Regions from separate parts of the Anser cygnoides genome. Here region 2 is linked to region 1. A link is a contact called in public Hi-C data. All regions are on one chromosome and are shown on one strand. The core of a region is the stretch at or near the end of the contact, and the rest is flanking DNA. Distances in the headings are between cores, read along the strand shown. Region 1 overlaps ITPR1 (inositol 1,4,5-trisphosphate receptor type 1). Region 2 holds the start of ITPR1 (inositol 1,4,5-trisphosphate receptor type 1).

Evidence for each region. Hi-C and Micro-C count contacts between places; a contact is called where the count stands out from the background.
Region 2: a Hi-C map of granulosa cells shows a contact between it and region 1, with 1.7 times the contacts expected there. The contact joins the promoter of ITPR1 here to the enhancer-like site in region 1. A contact is called at or near these places in 3 of 7 Hi-C or Micro-C datasets (fetal liver, granulosa cells and liver).

Annotation. Positions count from the first base shown.
Region 1 is chr10:4,138,568-4,145,153 of Taihu_goose_T2T_genome, forward strand. The region is part of intron 3 of ITPR1 (inositol 1,4,5-trisphosphate receptor type 1); the gene reads right to left. Among named protein-coding and RNA genes, the nearest start is that of ITPR1, 35 kb to the right of the region's middle. Within about 2 kb of position 2,999, at least 1 of the 3 cell types and tissues checked has open chromatin away from gene starts, as enhancers often do.
Region 2 is chr10:4,171,044-4,178,110 of Taihu_goose_T2T_genome, forward strand. ITPR1 (inositol 1,4,5-trisphosphate receptor type 1) reads right to left here and starts at 5,540. Exons shown (of 60, transcript XM_067003328.1): 1 at 5,398-5,540. It overlaps SUMF1 (sulfatase modifying factor 1), which reads left to right and starts at 6,488. Exons shown (of 9, transcript XM_067003014.1): 1 at 6,488-6,510.

The DNA of each region.
Region 1 (6,586 bases), core at 1,749-4,248:
GGTACCGAAGAGTTCAGGATACACCAATGTTTGTTTTATTTCTGCATGTAACCTCTTTGGTCTCCTTCAGAAAGAAAGCTGCTACTCGAAAAGAGAGAAATATTTAGACACTGGATATACAGGCAGCTCCAAAAGGAAACATTTGCAGGAAAGACCAGATACGTTTCCCAGTCTCTGGTATGAGCAAGGCTGAGCGAAGGCTCTGTGCAAATGCAAAGCCACGAGGGGCAGCAGCGCAAGGAGAGGGGACAAAAAGCCAGCTGCGCTTAACTACAACAACTCCCTTTTTTTAATTGCAACTTATCCCATTTGACTCCAAGCGAACTGACAGGCTCCTCGCAGCTGAGGGCGGCACCACGATGGACCTGTCCCCCTGGGCGGGTGACCAGGGACACGACAATGACACAGCCCCAGCGGCCCCGCCGGGTATCCTGGAGAGCATCAAGGAGCCACTCGTATCTGCAGGCACAGAGGGTAATTCAGAGCAGGAGAAGCTACTTGAATTAAGCTAAGAATAATCTCAAGGACCTTTAAAAAGTCAAAACACCAGGGTGGCTCCTGGCGAGTGAGAAATACAAGCCAGAAAAAACTCTACGTGCTGAGGAGAGGGGAAAAGACAAGGCAGAAGCCCCCACAAACGGCCCAGAGAAGAGCTCGCAACTGCAGCCATTAATCTGAACGGATCCAGGCTCTCAAGGAAAGCTACTGGTTCCAGTGAGCGTTTTTACTGTCTTAGCTCATCTCTGTCTCCGGTCCAGCACGACAGAAATCCTGCACCAGGGGTGAGCCTTGCCAAGAGGCAAGTCCAGAGGCCAACCCCTCCCCTCTCCCACAAGCACCAAAAATTAAGTTTTACACGCTGCAAGGAGCGGTGTGTCATACTTTATTCGAAGAGAACTCAGCAAGCTAACATACGTAAGAATTGCAGAAACATTTTTAAGTGAACTGTCTTGGCTCTAGGCTTTGTCACAAGCTGGAGAGCTGCGCTCTTCACTCAGGAAGCCATCCGCTATCTGCCTTTTTATAGTTTACACGAAAAATCCCGCTGCGAGGTACTAAAACACAAATCTCAGCACATGAGCCTTGGGACAGCCTTCCTCAAAACCTTCGGGTCTTTCCAGCATCCATCTGTAGCATTTTATGGCAGCAGCAAATCAAAGCATGATCTGCTGGCTGTATTTCATCTTCTTTCAACCGCTCGCCCCTTGGATTTCATTTTCACGTTTGCTTCTTCACTTGCTCCTGCTTTTCCGGAATAAAGTTCCTGCTCGAAATGGGTCAGGAAGCGGGGGCAGGAGGCGGGGAAGGGCTTGGACGGCTCTGCGCAGGAAGAACAAGGCGCAGATCGAGTTACAGGCACCATCTGAGAGCATCGGCCCGAGCGGTATGGAAAGAATATGGCTCTGCTGTGAGACGCCGCTGGCGTGCCTGACCGGCGGAGAAAGGGCTGCTTCTGGTTAAGAGCAGTTTGCGTGCGCGCTGTAAGGGACCAGCCACGCAGCAGCACGGGAAACAAAAGGCAAAATGTGCAGCTGTTCAACGAAGTAACTCGATTTCCAGCTTTTAAATGCATTTGGCTTAGAAGAAAACTCGCATTGCCAAAAAAAAGAAGTTTGAGGGGCATTAAATGATTATTTGATAGTATTACTGGAGTCTAGGTTAGAAGAACTGAAGAAATAAAACTGAAATCAGTGCTTTAATTCTTCTTATGCTAACAAACTGCTTGGGAGACTTTGCCTGAAGTGTACGTTTGTTCCTTTCCTCCACTGCCTGCTACCTTCCCGATGGTTGGCCCCGCTGCCTTCTGCACGAGTGCCGACACCGCAGGTCCACTGCTCTGGAAGACCCTCAGAGAGCTGACCCAGCCCATCCCTCCCTCTGACAGGCAGCATGAACCGTGCCTGCTCCATTCCTGACAGCTCCCAAAGTTGTGGTTCCAGTGCTCTGCTATTTCTGTACCTAAACCGTTCGTTTTTATTGTTTGAGCCCCATCTCTGCCTTCCCTTTGCAGGTGTGCAGAACAGCACAGCCCCGCTCTCTGCAGTGTTTGCCGGCTCCTGTGCTGCGGCCCCGCAGCTATCAGGACGCAGGAGATGAGAACTGTTCGGGAGCATTCCACCCTCTGGATTTTCTCTCGTTGGCTCCCATCTTTCAGTACGAGGTGCACCACTGAGCAAGATACTCCACTTGAGGCTCCGCCAGGAAGTAAAATTGGAAAAAATAATTACTTACTATGTCTTTTGGCAATGTTTCTTTTCATATATTCCAAGGCAGCAATTGCACTTTTTGTAACAGCACGGCACTGACTCCTCCCGTTCAAGCCGTGATTCCTATAATCCCCAGCCCCGCTCCCAGGGAACCGCTGTGTCTGCCTGTTCTCCTCCTCCCCGGATTCAGTCAGCTAAGTGCAGCCTTTGACACATGCCCCCACTGAACTGCAGGGACATTTTTCAAACCATTTCTTTGTTTTTCAAGGTAATTCTGAGTGTAAATTGAGTAAATTCCCAGGTTTTCTTCTCTGCGAAGCTTGCAGGAGACAGCTGGCTGTGCAGATGCAATTACCAGCAGCACGGCAGCGTTCACCTGGAGCTAGAGTAGGGCACAGCATCACAAGGCATGTGCTGCCACACAGACGTCCAAACTCCCAGTAAACTGCTTATAGGTGGACTTGAGCAGCACGATTTCAAGAGCTTAGCAAGGCAAAGGAAGATGCAACAACAACAAGAAGCCAGACCTGCCTTAATTACAGGAAACAGCACCCTGGAGTTGACTAGAGCAGCGTCATGCTGCTGAACTGCGCTGCGCTCTCCTGCGCATGGAGTAAAACTCCAGCATCCCCATCCATTTTCCCAATCTAAAGGCTTTATTCCTCCCTTTCCTTTCCCGTGCTTGGCTTGAGCCTTTCACCTCGCTCGCTGAGGCCCTCTCCCTCTCTCTACTTTAAACAGCCGCCACCCTGCTGGCAGGGGACCAGAGGTGCTCTCGCTGAAGCCTATCAGAGGATGCTCCTCAATCCGTCCCAGCTCGCTCCCTCGCTGCACGCCACTCCTCTTCTCAGGAACAGAGCACAGAACACGCCAACAAATCATGCAGCTAATTAAAATTTGGCCGAGTCCTCCATAACGTAGTCTTCGCACTAAAGATCGCACTCCGGCTGTCACTTTCAAAAGCAGATTATGCTGACAAGGTATACACAGCAAACGCAAGTGCTGCCGTATATTGCATCTGCCCCAGCTGCCTGCAGCAGCACACCGGCGTGTCACGGCCGAGGATAAAACATTTCAAGCACTTCTAAAACGCAAAATATCCCAGTTAGAGCAGGAGAGCCGAGCTCTGCCAGCACGGCTGCTGAAACGCAACCTAGAGCTTTACGGATCAAAAATGAAAGCGGAAAACAGCCCCCGCGGGCGTAAAGCAGCCCCTTCCAGGAACAGCCCCGCAGCACTGCTTCACCAAAAAAGGCAGGCGGGAGCTCGGCGCCAGAGCAGCCCCGTGCTGCACGGGGAGGTCGGACAGCTGGATCGCAGAAAGGCCGACCAGCCAGCTTCACCAGACCGGATTGCAAATGGGAAGAACAAATGTTCAGAAACCAGGAGCGGAAGCAGAGCCTGCCAGCAGAGCTCTGAAGGCATTTATCCCAGCCTGCGGGATCTACATCACATTCTTACTGGACTTTTTTTTATTTTTTTTTTTAATTGCAACGCCATCACGCTAAATAAGCGACAGGATCACCATAGATTATGCCTGGATAGAGATGGCATCGGGGCACTTACCATCGCCTGGCGTGCTTGGCACTTTGGGGCAATGAGCATGCAAAAGAAAAGCAAATCCTACACCGTGTAGGTGCCCAGCCTCTGGACTGAAACACTGCATTCACCCCGCTGTACAGAGCTGCCCATGTGCTACTGCAGGAAGACGAGCAGAGCTGTAAAGCTGAAGAGAATATTGCTCGTTTGTTCAACTTCAAAAGAGACTGAGCTGTTTCCCCCCCTTTTTAAAGCACAGCTTTCAATTTATTTTAGCATGCCCTACTACTTCATTATCTTCCAGAAAAGAGACTTAGAACACGCTGTCATCTGTCTTTAAGGGATGTTTCATCCAGGCTCCAAACGTAAACCTTTTGCAGAAATAAACACCCTCTGTTAACATTATCTTTCAATGGATACGGCAGCTTCCAGGACTTTTCACTTTACCACCAGAGGTACAATGTCCCTGGACAACAGACTGTAACTGCTTGCAGCAGGAACGCTGACATTTCGTACAGTAAATCAATGAGTTAAAAATACCCTTAAAGGGAAGCATTAGCTGCATTTCTTTAACTCCTTGTGCAACGAAGCAGACCTACAAGTTTGGTTTTAGATGCCGTAATGCTACATGACAACACCTACTTTTTTCCCTGAAATCTTTGAGATGGGAAACACCAAAACCACCATTATGCTGATAGTTTTATAAGCACATGCAAGCACCGGACCTCAGGTCTTTCCATCCCTCTGTCACAAGTCAGAGCCAAAGAGGGGGGCTCCTCCGCCCCGTGCCCTTGGGCACTCCACTTTTGCAGTGTTTGGCTTTCCAAATTTGCAGCAGTCACAGCGGCGCTCTACCAAAAGCAAGCAAGGAGCATCCACCTGCATGCTCAACCCTGAATGCTGCCTGCTTCCTAAGCCGCTTTCTCATCAAGAACACAATATTTATCTGCCATTGAATTTCAAAGCCTATTAATTGGCGCCTTCTCACAGTCTGCGTGAATCAACAGCTCCATTCATCGCAGTCCCCTCTTCTGCCAGCTGCAAAAAGATGAGATCTGCACACGAGCGTGGCTTTTGGCACTGGCAGCTGGGAGGCCTTCCCAGCACCACAACGAACTGGAGATCAGGAGGGGGAAAAGCAGAGGTTAAACCTTTACCTAGCTACCGCTAGGGCTTGGATAAAGCTCTTCCTTAACACTGGAAGTACGTGCTTTAAATCAAAATGTGTTCTGCAAACTTGAGTTGATCCTTGCAGTGGAACTGAAGGGTAGCCCAGGGACCACAACAGCAATACGCCAGGCACCGGCACTGCCCAGGGAAGCGGCAGGAGACAGCCTCAGCATCGCGGCGTGACCACATGCATCCCATCCCTACCTGCATCTCTCTGAGAAGTCTAGAGAAAATTAATTTATTCAAGCCACTTCATGCTACATCTAGTTTCAAAATTTCCTTTTACACAAGCGTTAATTAGTTTTTTTCAATGTTTTAAGCCAGCTTTCCGCTGTCTTATTGACATAATGATAACATATCAATCAGTGCAAAAGCAAAACTGATTGAGAAGTGATGGATGGGCTGGCGAGAGCTATTAAATAACACCAGCTGCATCACTGTCTGAACACATCCTACTCCAACATCAGCACAGTCAGCAGAGTCTGGATCACCAACACCACCTTTCTCAGTAGCCTCAAAGCAGCGACAACCTTAACAGTTCAGAAAAACACACTGAAATCTTTGAGCATTGCTTGCTCCTTTCTCTTCTCCTGTTTCGATCACTGTCTTTTTTTCCCCACTTCTTACTTGTACCATAACCTTATCAAAAACGTGTCCTGGCGTCAGATGGTCCGGCCTCTATGTCCAGACCTACATCAGGTTTATGCCCTTCTTATGGGTTCATTTTCCTTCTCTACAGGAGATCTTGGCATTTGGAAATGGCAGAAGCATCGATAAGCAAACAGATGATATCCAACAGATATGACAGCAGTGCCTTAAACCCGTCATGCTGCAGAGTGAAACACGGTGACAGTGCGGGCAGATGAAACCCTTCAGCAGGAAAGGCCGGGACAGCCTGAGCTGGGACTCAGGGTCAGGCAGCCCCACTCGAGCACAGACCACACCACATTTCAGAGGCACACTAACACCGCTGGTTTCACAGACGCGATGGAGCGTCTTCAAAAATTCCGTGGCCCTCTCCTGCTCTGCTGTAAAACGAACAGAGCTCACAAGAACTGCATCAGCAGCGATGCCTGAACACGCCACTTCACCTGTCCGGGTGCCCGGTGCTGTTTCCAGCCGCCACCAAACGTCCCTTGGCAGCTAACAGCGCTAAATGCCACCGTCTGATGCCAGCCCTCCCGCTGGGGTCTGAAACAATGCTTGCTAGATTTATGACTTCAAAGGGAAAAGTCAGTAGCAGGCATTTGCACTTAGCTATTTTCATCATCTGTAGATCGCAGGGATAACTTTTTAGCACACGGATGTCAGCGCTTGCTTCGGGAGAAACAAGTGCCCCCAGCCTTGTAGGTATAAGTAGGACCCGAGCTCCCCTCAAAACACCTGCAGATAAGGACGCTACGCGAAAACAAAAATCTAAGTGACAAAGATGTGCAAAGTTGGTTATCGGTGATTTCCTCAGCTTTTAGATCTGGATGAGCACTTGGGACTTTCCTCATCAACTTTCAATTTTAGTCACTCAAGGTACGGAAAGGAAGTCACCAGAAGCAACGACTTCAATTTACTTTTCTGGCATGTCTCTGGACTTCTAAAAGATGAATGTCCAGATACCAAGCACATCTCCTTTCTGCCCTTTGAAAACATTCAGAAACCTGCAACTATTCCAGTCA
Region 2 (7,067 bases), core at 4,290-6,789, 35 kb after region 1:
CCACTCCGCCTCTCTTCTCCCTGGAGGAAACTCGGTCTCTCTGCACATCTAATCAAGCATACGTTTCCCCCTATTCTTGAAGAAAGTTGGAAGAGACAAGTGAATTCGTTCAGCAAGATGACGGCCAAGTTAATTATGTTCTATTCACACTATTTGCCACTGCACAGATGAAGAATTTATTTAGTTACCATACTAATGACAAAGTTACTCAGAAATTACTATTTAATAGGTGCAAGGAAACTCAGCTTAAAAAAAAGTAGAAACAGATGAAGTAACTCCTCTTGCTACCTTAAACCTACAAAAATCCTCCACACAAGTAAGCAAATGTACGTGGCATCCCTTCTCAGAAAGAGCACCTCTTTTTTGGTTGTGCAGTGCAACCAGGCGGGCTAAGAGCCCTGCTGTACTCAGAAAATTCACGTCAAGCACCCGTAACAACGCGCCAGGCAGAAGTTACGCTGTGACAGGGGTATCTCATACAGCAGCCATCAGGCTGATGTAAGAAACGCAGCTGACAGATCCTATTGACAAGCACCTGCCGAAAGCTGAAAAAAGAACATCTATCAGAGACGTGCTGTCAGGGAAGCAAATCATTCCTGAAGTTTCAAACCAAATATGACCTGACAGCATCTTTTTAATTCCATTAAAAGTAGGCAGCGCTTACTGAAGTTGATACTTACTGAAGTTCATACTTACTGCCTCTAACCCTGAAGAGAGAAAGCAGCTTAGACGTCAGCCTCTGGAGGAGGCCCTACAAGCGCGCACAGCGTTTTCCAGAATATTTCTATTAGAAGGAGAGACTTGGAACGTGCCAAAAGAACCAGGGCAGCCAGTGTCATGAGGAAGAGAGCAAGCTTGGTTTATAGTATCTCCTAGTTTGGCCAGGGCAGAAGGGCGTACAGAACAGCCCCTCTTCGTTTCACATGGCCATGTAGCCACAAGACTTGGCCACAGAAGGGGCTAACTCCTCAGCCCCGCTCCTTTCCTCACAAGGCGCGAACTTTTTAGCAAATACAATACGCCCCAAACGCACCCAGGGATTTTCCTTCTGCCTGCCTGCCCCACGAGCCTTCATCCGCCTGTGTCCGTTCATCTCCCTGTAACCCTGCCTGCCCAACACTTTCGCCCTTCCACGTGCTACGCTTCCCGTTTCCTCCTTTGCCAATACCGCACCTGGGCGGGGGCTCCCTGGCCTCCATGGCGGCACCGGAGTCCTCCTCCACGGCTGGGCCCTGCAGGATGGCTGCTGGCAGCTTCGGGTCCCCACAGGCAGGAATATCGATGCTCTTCTCCCGCCGGCAGGTCTCTCCTGCTGAAGGCTTGCAAGTCTTCCCGCGGCTCCCAGTGGCAGCAGCCCTTCCAAGGGTGAGCCCACTGCTCTTCCCTCCCGGATACCTCAGCAGGCATCCGGGGCTGCAGAGAAAACCCTAAATGCCCGTGACGAGCAGCCCGCGAGGAGGAGCCACCGCCAGCACGTGACCAGCACGTGGGGAGAACCACTGGTGGCCAGCAGACCTACTTTGCGCCCTCCTGATCTAAAAAACCCTTTGGCTGGGCTCCTTCGCAGGTGAAGGCTCCGTTTCTCAGGCTGACTTGTACACGCTGAGCTCCCCGCAGTAATTTTCTAGAAGGCAAGCACAAGTCGTCCGTCTGCAGGAAAGGCTCAGGCCATTGTACCACCTTATCGCATGAGGAGCATTAGCAAGAGGATCTACTTAACCCTTACAGATGGAAGAGTGGCCAAGGACTGATGAGTTACTTTAATCATAAGATAAATCAGTTTTCAATTAATCCTTCAGACCAAGCATCATTAGCAAACAGTCAGGCATCTGCCTTTGTGCCCACATGTCCCAGGGAGGGATTCAGATAGGACACATCTTGACATCATAGAGTTACGATTAAAGCTTTTCTTCAGAACTTCTTGGCAGATTTCTGAATTTCTGAAGAAGTGAAGAGGGTTTGCCATGGTGCAAAACAAATGTTTGTAAAACTTTCATACTCAACTGCTACTAAGCAATTCCCAGAAATTAAAAAAAAAAAGCCACAATCTTTTGGCAGTAGCCATTTTTTTTTTGGCTTACTGTGATGAGATAGATTTCTTACATGTATGTGCACCGAGATTACTGTCTTATGACATCTTGCACATGGTGGGGACGAGGAGAGAATGAACTGTTTATGTACACATCGTTACATCTGGATTCAGTATCCAGGCCTCCTTCCCTATAACTAAAGTGTCAGATTACTCCAAAAGCAGAAATGTTATCTAACATTCTAATCCCGATTCTTTTTTTCATCTGGCACTCAGTTTTCTCAGAGCTGTTTACCGTCCTTTGATAATCTGCTCAGCAGAGCGATCGGGGAGGTAGGAGCACTAAGCTGGCCGCAGCGCTCCTCACATTAGCATTCTGGCAGATGAGGATGGAGTTACATCACTGCAAGCTGTAAATCAGCAGAATAACACATGCTTCCACGCACATTTCTAATGCGTTTGTCTCCCTAGAGGGTTAACTTCCCCAGATCTGTAGTTCTTACTCTCAATAAAACACTGGTAGGAAGGGGAAAAAAGAGTTCTGATGCAAGTTTTGATAGGCTTAACCAAAACCACAACTATGAAAATGAAACTTTTCTGAGTTCAGAATCCAGAGCTGAATTTTGCATCCTCACTCTACTTCGGAATTATGGTTCCTGTAGTTTATCTTAAGTTCCCCCCCCCCCCCCCCCAAAAAAAAAGAACACGGTCCTACAGAACCCAACCGCGCTGAAGACCTGGAAAAGTAGTTTCTCAACAGGTACAGAGTACGCAAGAACTGCAGACACTTCGCGTGGCTGCCTCTGCCAGCCCAGCGCGGAGCTGCAGCCCCCTGGAAGCCAGCTCTGTCTCCATCCCCAGCTACAGCGCTTCCGTGCCAAGACGGAGAGCCAGGCAACAACGGCGGTGGTGCTTTTGTGGCGTCTGCTGGGAACAGAAGTCAGAAAGGAATATCGGGCCGGATCAAAGCTCGAGCTGCTTGGCACCCTGCCTCCCGCAGCAGCCACTGGGAGATGCCCGACGAAGAACACAGGAATCATTCTGAGTAACCGTGGACGTGGACAGGATCTGCCTTGCAGCTCGCAGATGTCTGCTGGCTTTTCAAGCCTTCTGCTTTACAGGTCAGTCAGCACTGGGTGCTCAGGCTGCAGTGCAGGGGGCTACATGGCTACTGCTCGAAGGTTTTTAACTCCTCTTCGGTGCTACTACACAACAGCAAGCAGAAAAACGGCTCCAGGCTCCTGAAGCAGTAGCTAACAGCGAAGGTGCCACCTCAGCAGCAGAAGAAACGAATTTGGAGCATTCCATAAGGAAGCTTTTTATGAAACCAGATTAATACCACAGCCACATCGTGACAGAAATGTTACATTTACATAACTTTCTACCAGCACGCCGTCTTCCAGCTCTAAGCCCCTCTGGTCCCTGTAAGCTGCTTTGGTGAAGCTGCCTTCCCTCACACTCACCCACGGGCGAGCGAGCAGCCAGTCTACCAGCTACTACCGAGCCACTACCCTCATCCCACCTCCCACGGGATTCCGAGATTCCTCCCGTCTTCCAGCACAATCCTACAACTACAACTCTCATGTTTATGGCGTGACGCCGCCGCAGGCTCCCGGCATGCTCCGTAACTTGTCGCGTCGCACGGCCCCGAGGAGCAGGCCCCGCGCTGACACCAACAAAGCCGCCCGGGGGGGCCGCACCGGCTCACCACTGCTCCGTCCCGGGGACAGCACGAGGCAAGGGCCCCACAGACCTGCGTCCTGCTCGGAGCCTGCTGAAAAAAGTTTGGCTTCGTTATCGCCCATCTCAGCCAGGCACCAGCAGGCACCAGCACTGGAAGGAGCTCCTGCTTCCAGAACAGGCCTCAGGACCCCACCGGCTGGTATCGAGGCAGAAACCAGACCGTTACTGCTCCTCTCACACGCACGTACGACGCGGGAAACGCCACAATCTTACTTGCACGTTTCACCCAAAGTCTGCCGCTCTGGCGGGCGACTGGCCGTCTCCCCACACTGCCATGTCCTGACATCGATCCAGCACTACCTCTACAGCAAGGCTGAGCCCAAGACCTGGTGTCACACACCGTCTGCAAGGCTCGCTCTAGACTGCGATGGCACTTGCGGGGAGCCAGGACCTCAGGTTCCCTTTCGTCACTTGCACTTAATTCTTCAGGGTTCTGGTGTAACCCACACACCGATTTGTCGGGGTGATGCAAGAGGATGGACAGCGCCATGAGGCCCCATTAACCTCTCATTTCTAACAGGAACCACAACTGTCGCTGACACCCCGCTGCATCCCGCCTGTCAGTCCCTCAGGGCTCTGAGGGCTCCGACAAGTGCCGCCGAGCAGGGCACCGCCAAGCCCTCTCCCTCTTCACCGCTCTCCACCAGGGCCTTCCCCACGCTCCAGCCCTGCTGCTCGTGACCAGCAATTCTTTGAAAAATACGCTATTTCCCACAGCTAGGCTCCACCCCACGGTTGCAGAGGCGAACCGAAGTCACTCTTGCTGTTTGTTTACTTCCTAATTTATGAACCTCTGCAGGAGGAAGCCGGATTGCTCCCTACTTGCAGCCTTCACGACCTCTGCAAAGCAAGCAGGTGGAGGGCAGCGGAACTCGTCTAAGCAAACGCTGTCACTGGGGGTGAAACGAGCTATTTTAGCAGGAAAAAATCATTACTGGCGAACAGAAGACGTCCTGGGGAACACGTTAAAAGTAACGAATTCAGCGAGGAGTTTACCGACAGCACCCCATAACAGCACTGCTTTGAACCCCCTGGGGCTGCTGTCAGACCCCACGCTGGCTCCTTTGCCGTCCGCACGCACCGGCCGCTGGCTGCACGGCTGCCGCCTCGCACGTGTGCAGCCCAACACGGCTCGGTGCCACCTGCCGTGCCGGGCCGTGGGGCTCCTTGTGGCCCCGCGGCTACCGGGGGGGTGCCTGCGTGCAGCCCCCAGCCCCGTGCCGCCACCACCCCCACGGCCCAGCAGCGGGAGCCGGGGGTGCCCGCTGCCCGAGGGGGCGGGCTGACGGAGGGGGCTTCCAAAGGAAGCCCAGAACGGGGCAACCCAGCGCCCGGCAGCGGAGCGGCCGGAGGGAGCGGGGGGGATGGATGGCGGCTTCGCCCCGCGCCCCCCTGCAAGGGGGTGCCGTGCAGGGGGCCTCCCACACGGCCGGGCCGCGGAGATCCCCGGGCGGAGCTGGGGTCCCGGGGCGGCTCCGGGGGTGCGGGTGGAGCAGGGGCCGCCCGCCGGGGGACCCCCGAGCCCCGAGCGGCCGCGCTCCCCCCCCCCGCCGCCCCCCGCTCAGCCCCGGGAGCCCCCCCCAGGGCCGCCCCTCCGGCTCTCGCCGAGCCCCCCCCGGCCCTACCTGGCTCCGGCTGGGGCGGGCTAGCGGCGGCGCGGCAGCCCCATGCCGGCGGCGCTGCCCGGTGCCGTTGGGACGGAGGCTGCGCCCCGCTGCCGCCGCTCAGCGGCCCGTCCGCATGGTTACTGCGCGCCGGGGCGCGCCGCCCGGCGCTATATAGCGGCCCGGGGGGCTGCTGGGAAGCGTAGTCCCGGCCTCCGGCCGACGCCGGCAGCGGGCGGAGAGCGGGGAGCCCGCGGGACTACAGCGCCCGGCGTGCCCCGCGGGCGGGGGGCGGGCGGCGGGGCCGCTGCGCCTCTGAGGGCTGGGCCGGGAGCGAGGGCGGCCCGCGGTCCTGCCCGGGCCCGCCGGGGTGGCTGCGGGCGCCGCCTGCTCGCCGTTCACCGCCCCCCCGGCCCTGCTGCGGGCCGTCCCTCCTCGGGAACCGGGCAGGGCAGCGGTGCCCAGCGCTGTCCGTAACCCAGTCCCGTCGTTTGTCTTCTGCTTCTTTGGCAGCCTCTCTGGAACACGGAGTATCAGAGCAACAATTTCTCTCATGGACTACCTTTGCTGGGTCGGCTCTCCACTGGCCGCGGAGGTTGTGCCAGTGAAGGCCCTCCAGCCAAAACCACTGATCGAGTAGTGCAAAGAACTTGCTGGATTTGAAGGAAAGACAATTATGGATAGGTCTCCCATTTCTGTAATATTTTAATAACAGTCAAATCAGTGTCTTAATTCTGAAGCACAGCACACTCAGTACCAGGAAAGAGAATAATTAAACTCCGTGTGGAAGAGATTTCCTGCCTGTGAAGAAATGACTTAGCAGCACAGACGTAGTCGATAAATGACACCAAAGGAAGTCCTCAGGAGCCCTCAGGGTCACAAGCTGGAACTTGGGTGCTGTTCAGAAGCAACCTGTCGTTTTAATTGTTTCGTCTAGTCTCCTAAAACAACACAGGAACATAAACCTTCCTGATGAAAGTACAGAAAAGATGCAAAAAAGAATTCTAGGGAAGCAAGCAATGGGAACGAGCAGGCAGGATACACCAGCAGCCTGTCCCAGCGGGCTGGAAACGAGCTGGTTTTCCTGAGCTCCGTAACGGCACAGCCGGCACCTCATGGCTCTGATGCGGGCAGGTTATTATCAAGTTTGTGAGCGCTTGTTTTTTTTGATTTTCTAAGTGCATCACGGGGCAAAAGGGACTGCTGATAGCTGCTGGGAACGCACGCCTGCGAAGGTGCCCAGCGCTGTGATGCCAGCACACGCTACAATGTCATACAGCCCACGCTGTTGGGTAGTGTTGCTTACTAGTTGCAGTACTAGTGTAAGAGAAAACAAGACAGGAGTCCCCTTCGCTCTGCCCGTACTTCTTTTAGCTGCCATGTCCTAATCTGTGCAGTTACGTGCAGGGATCTGGTGTCCCACAGAGTGAAAGTTTCTTCCAGCGTGGCGGGGACCCAGCGGGTCCGTTCTGCGCAGACCTGAGCAGAAACCTCCCCACAGCGTAAAGAGTTACGTGGCGGAGCGCCAAACTCTCCAAGAACTGCGGTGACCCCAGGAAGAAGCAAGGAGAAGCCGGGCGCCCCCCGCCCCGAGGCGGCCCCTGGCAGCCCCCAGGCGGAGGGGGAGAACACCGGGAGCCAGGCGCGGCCCCTTTAAGGCGCCGCCGCCACGTGACCGCGGCAGCACGTGA